Linked DNA regions of Rattus norvegicus: region 2 is linked to region 1. Evidence: chromatin contacts called from public Hi-C data. All regions are on one chromosome and are shown on one strand. Each heading gives the region's core, a stretch centred on a gene start, on an enhancer-like site or on the middle of the called end of the contact. The rest is flanking DNA. Distances are from core to core; before and after follow the strand shown. Region 1 holds the start of Prr5 (proline rich 5). Region 2 holds the start of Nup50 (nucleoporin 50).

The links. Hi-C and Micro-C count contacts between places; a contact is called where the count stands out from the background.
Region 2: a Hi-C map of kidney shows a contact between it and region 1, with 2.7 times the contacts expected there. The contact joins the promoter of Nup50 here to the promoter of Prr5 in region 1. A contact is called at or near these places in 2 of 12 Hi-C or Micro-C datasets (kidney and mammary epithelial cells).

What each region holds. Positions count from the first base shown.
Region 1 is chr7:117,692,646-117,695,345 of GRCr8, reverse strand. It overlaps Prr5 (proline rich 5), which reads right to left and starts at 1,438. Exons shown (of 8, transcript NM_001012121.1): 1 at 1,124-1,438. The coding sequence starts at 1,260.
Region 2 is chr7:117,926,611-117,929,310 of GRCr8, reverse strand. Nup50 (nucleoporin 50) reads right to left here and starts at 1,429. Exons shown (of 8, transcript NM_012991.2): 1 at 1,121-1,429.

The DNA.
Region 1 (2,700 bases), core at 189-2,688:
AGGCGTTCTCTGAATGTGCCCAGACTTGAGTTCTGAGTCAACAGGGTACCTACTGTGTGCCAGAAATCATGCTCACAGCCTTATTACAAATCTTCACATTGAATCCAACAGTCACTCACCCATATTATTGATAAAGAAACTGAGGACCAGAGATGGTAAGCAAACTGCTTTAAGGCCACACAGCAGAGGAGTGGAGTTGAAATCTGAGCCAAAAGTCAGCATGGCTCCACTAAACCCTGGCCAGAGACAAGGAAGGGGATGAAGACAGTGGTGAGCAGTTCTGGGGCAAAAGGAGTCTTCCTTCTCTCACAGTTCTGCTCCCAGCCCAATGAGGAGACCTGTGTAGGCCCAGGAGAGAGGGAAACTGAGGCAGGTAGTCTCAGCTCTCAAGCAGGCTGCGGCTTATTAGAGGGTCTCAGCTGGCACCCAGGTGTTCCCGGGTTGCTCTGAGACTAGATGAACAGAAAGCATGTGTCCAAGAGACAGCCGTGTCCCTAGTGGCAGACCACAGAGGGTGAAGCACCTGGCAGGATTTTACTGCCAGGTGGAGGGATGGAGTGGAGAGCCAGCATCCACAGACCTCCCTCGACAGCCTGCCTCATTCCCTCGATCCTTATTTTACTTTGGGTGGAAATACTTTCTTTTTTTTGAAGGGTCAAGAGGAGACTCATGGGGAACTGGGCTAAAAGAACTATCTGTGACTCTCTCTGGTTGAGAGCACAGCTGGGGGAGGGGCTTCCCACGCCCGGCTGGTCCTGGATGGGCCTCCGGAAGGGTCCGGTAAGGAATGTCTGGCAGCTGGCGCACCCCCGCGGACAGCTGGGAGGCCCGGGGTCCAACTCGGGAAAGCCACCGCCCACCCCGCGTCGAGGGCCCGACACGCATACAGGAAGTGCAGCGGCGCCCTGCCGGGGGCCCACGAGGTTCAAGTGCGCCCCTGCGAAGTGGGGGCTCAGAGGCCTCCTGCTCCCGGCCGCCCGTCCCCGGGGAGCGATCGTGGGCTCGTGCTGCCGACACGTTGCACTCACTTCCCTCCCCGCGCGCGGCCCGGCGGCGGGGTGAGCTGCGCGCAAAGTGGCGCGGTGCTGTCTCCGGCCACGCCGCTCCGGGCTGCGCGCCTTACCTGTTCCAGGTGGCGTTGGCGCAGGCCCGGCGCTGCTGCGTGCCCCGCTCGTCCGCACCCGCCGCGCCCGGCTCCCTCTTGCCCAGGTCACTGAGGCTGGGCGAACTCATGAACTTCAACCTGCGGAGAGTCCTCATGCTCACCCCGGCCCACGCGCGCCCCGTGTCCCCTACGACGATAGTCGGCTGCTAGCAGCAAGCCCGGCGACCCCGTGGCGTCCCGTCCCGGCTCTGCGCCCCCTCCAGGGGCCGCACGCCCAGCGCCGGGCCCTGTGAACCATTGCTCGCGGCGGCGGAGCGTGGAGCGCTCGGAGCGCAAAAGCAGGCCGGGGGCGGGGTCTCCCATCTGGGCGGGGGCACTGGTGGGCGTGGTCTCCGTTGGGAGGGCGGGGCCGGCGCCTTGGAGCCCTCGGCGGCCAAAGGGCCAGCTCAAGGGGGGGTGGGGGCGTGGGGGGTTGCTCTCAGCCGTTTCTCTTCTTCCCATCGGAAGCCACCACACAAGAGTCACAGGGCAGTTCAACCCCAACTGTCCACCCGGCACCCAACACTGTGGTCACACACACACCATGCACAGGGACTCATAGGCTCCCATTAATGTCTCCTGAACTCACTCCCTCTCCAGTCACCCATCTCAGGAGAAAAGGTTGTGCCCACAGAGATCCATCCAGACCCCTTCACGTGGACACAGGCTCCTCCCACTGCGGATCAAAGCTTTCAGCCGGGTGCCTCAGCCATCAGCCCCACCCCACCTGAGTCTAGCAAGAACCAGGCTGTCCTAGAGCCTTTCTCTCAGGGGAGGGGCCAAGGACTAGGGTCCTCTCAGGCAGCTTGGTTCCTTGGATGATTGGCTGGCCAGAGGGGTTGCTGCACCGAGAGTAGAAGGACCAGAGGGCGGTGACACCCCCTGAATCTTAGGCTCCCTTGAATGGCAGAAGTCAGAGTGTCTCCTCAGTCCTTGTGACTTAGGCGCCAGGCAAAAATGATCCAGGGACACAGGACAGCCCTGGGACATTGAGACAACTTTGAGTAATACCTGTTGGGGGATGTCGTGGGTCACCCAGGACAAAATAATCTCTCCAAGGTTCTGCCACCAGAACATGCAAGCTGGACCAAGCCCACTGAACACACAGTGCCCCAGCCCCTGACACACAGCCTGCTTCAACCGGGATCTGGGAGTCCCACTGGTTTTGCCTGCCACTTCCAAGCACAGCCCCAGGTGACCTGCAGAAGAATAGAATCATGGTTCGACTACAACATCAGCATTTCCTGAGCAGCCACTGGGTACTGGACACCCCCGCATGCCTGTCTTAGGAGGCAGTGATTAAACAGGCAACTCCTTGTTCACGAGAACTCTCACAGAACCAAAGGCCACTCAACCTACTGTGAAATGGCAACCAGGGAAGGGCTGGGCTACCCCTGCCTCCTTCAGTCAAAGCCTCCAGTGAGGACCTGACTTGGAGATCAACAGCAGATGAGTTCACCAGTCTCCAAGCAAGGGTGCAAGTGACAATGGCAGGCACCAACTTTCTGAGCCACACCAAGGAACCCAGGTCTGGGAGGATGAGGCCTTCAGGTGGG
Region 2 (2,700 bases), core at 180-2,679, 230 kb before region 1:
TCATAGATGACAATCTGTTGTTGAATCAGTTGTCTGAGGCATTACTTATTTGAGAAAATACAAGATACTAGTGCTAGCTTCCAGGACAAGCTGAGAGATCCTGGGCAAATGAGTTTGGTGAATGATTATGTGTGGGGCAGAGGGAGTGCTATGAAAACTTAAAGAAGGCATCGCCTAGAACAGTGGCTAAAACAGAGACGTGTCTTGTCAAAATAATAACCAGAAAAAATATATATATACTATTTTTACCCCCATACTCAGAAGTTGTAGAGTGGGAAAACAAAGTAACTCGAACTACAGGCTAAACTTTTAAAACACATTTCACCAACCTGGGTGATGGCAAAGTGAGGCTGAGGCAGGATGACAGTTTGAGGCCAATCTAAGCCACAGGACAAGTTTAAGGACAGCACAGGAGATACACACTTAAAAGAACATCAAACACCTTATTCCACATTCCATAGTTAATTTTCCTCTTTTGAAAGGAAAAAATTTTTCTTTTATTTTTTTCTTTTAGAGCTGTGGGGACAGGATCCAGGGTCTTGTACGTGCTAGAGAAACCTACCAATGTGTTACCGGGAAATTTAATTCCCATAACAAATGAGTTACACCAGCTGCCCGGAAGAGTTTGCCAAATGTCAGCGTCTGTGGGTAAAATGGCTCCATGAAATGCTTTCATGATATGAAGCTAGGAAGTTGCCAGTGGGGGAAAATACATTATTCACGAACGGCCGCTTCGGGTAATGTGCACACCAGGTACAACCCTGCTGTCAGAGATGAATTTCACACGAAAACACTAGGAGCCGATCGAGATCACTATAACGCCCCGGAAAGCCCAAACTTCAAAACTTGCTTTGGACGGACCCGGGTGACCAACGGCCTAGGAATACCGTGAGTGCATGCACCGGGCCCAGTCGGGAGACAAGTGAGAGATGAAGGCCAACCATGGAGGCCCTGCCGCCGCCGCCGCCTACCTCCGCCCGGGTCGAGGCCCGCGCCTAGCCGAGCCCTCCAGTGGCCAGGCGGCTCGCCCGGCAGGCCTGGCCCGGCCTGGCTTCACAAACAGCCCGCCGCGTCGCCAAGACCGCCGCCGCCCCGCCCTCCCGGCCTGCCCGGTCCTCACCTCCTAGACGGCCGCCGCAGATCACGCTGAGTTCCGGCGCCGCGGAGAGCAGGGCCGAGGCGGCGGTCGCGGCCGCTGGGAGATTCCGGTGCGTTGAGCGCCTTCAAGGACTTCGTGATCAGCAGGAGTCGGGAGCCGCGTGTCTCTGAGTCCGAAACTGAGGAGAAGAGACATCCGCTCAGCCTGAAGCTGCTACTGAACGCTGAAGAGAGCGCTCGGGGCCGCCATTTTGCAACTCGAATATACCCCTCAGAACCAATCGGAGAAAAAAAAGGGAGGAGGCAAGCAACGCCCTCATCCAGCTACTGCGCAAGCGCGTCGGAGCTCACCCGCCCGGACCTCTTCCTGCGGGCTGCTGGGTGTCACGCGACGCATGCGCAAGCCCGCCCTGGAAACAGTTGCTGGGAGGAACGTCGGATCTCGCGCGTGCGCGAAAGGGAGTGCGGGCTGCCGGCCTAGAGCCAACGCCACTGTCTGCGCGGGTTAAGCACGTTGGTCACGTGTCGACCGCCATCCCGGTTTGAGGAAGTTCGCGCGCCAATCGCTGCTGAGACACTGGCGGGAGGAGTTGTGGTCACTGACTTTGGAGGACTCCGATAGTGTGGTGGGTGGCTGAGGAGGCAGGCCGTGAATCTGAGGGAGCACGAGGCGTGTGCAACGTGATTCTCACGTGGATGGGCCTTAGGGAGGGTGGATCTCAGCCTGCGGCTTGGAAGCTTATGGTGACTCTTCCGGATATGGGGCTGGAGAGCCCTGAGGGACGGACCCAAGAGTCATCCACCCCAATTGCTGCCTTGTGATAGACGTCCACAGATTTCCTCGTTGGGAGCTGTAAAGGTGAATTAAATTTGCCCAAGGCTGCACGGCCAGTTAGGGCCCACAGGAGATGAAGTCCCCGGAGGGATTCTTCACTGCGGGATGAACCACCTGCGTCCTGGATCAGGACTCGCGTTTTTTATGCTTTTGGCTGACTACAGCATTATCAAGCGGTTCAGTTGTTAAAAGAGGGATTCCGGTTGGGTTCACATTCTTCTGATTGTGAACCAGAATGTCAGACCCATCTTTAGCCATCTAGAAACTGCTCTCAGAGAAACTAGCATTTCTAGAGCAATAGTTCCTAACTCTTGGGAAAGGGGAAAAGGGGTTCCAAGGAGAAATCAAATCCCTTATTTTCAGGGTGTTTTATCTGTCAATCGACAAGAACTACAAAAGGAGACTGGCTGGCACAGTGGTAGACTACTTGCCTAGCACATGGAGAGACCTAAATTCAGTCCCCAGATCCAGCAGAGTGAAAGAAAAAACCGGATTGCATTTAATTCATTTGTTCTGAATTCAACTGACTGCCAATTAAGTGTATTCTGAAAAATTGTGTTAAACATGCAGATATTTTTCTTGTCCTTCTCTACACATTTCAACTAACTAACATCATATTTGGTAATATACTCCAGAGATAATTTAAGTATCTGAAATCAGTCAGGTCATGGGGGTTTCCAACTAAAGTCACAGTTACTGGAAGGCTGAGGCAAGAGGATCAACCCAGGCCAGCCAGAGTAACAAGAAGATTCTCTCTCATTAATACA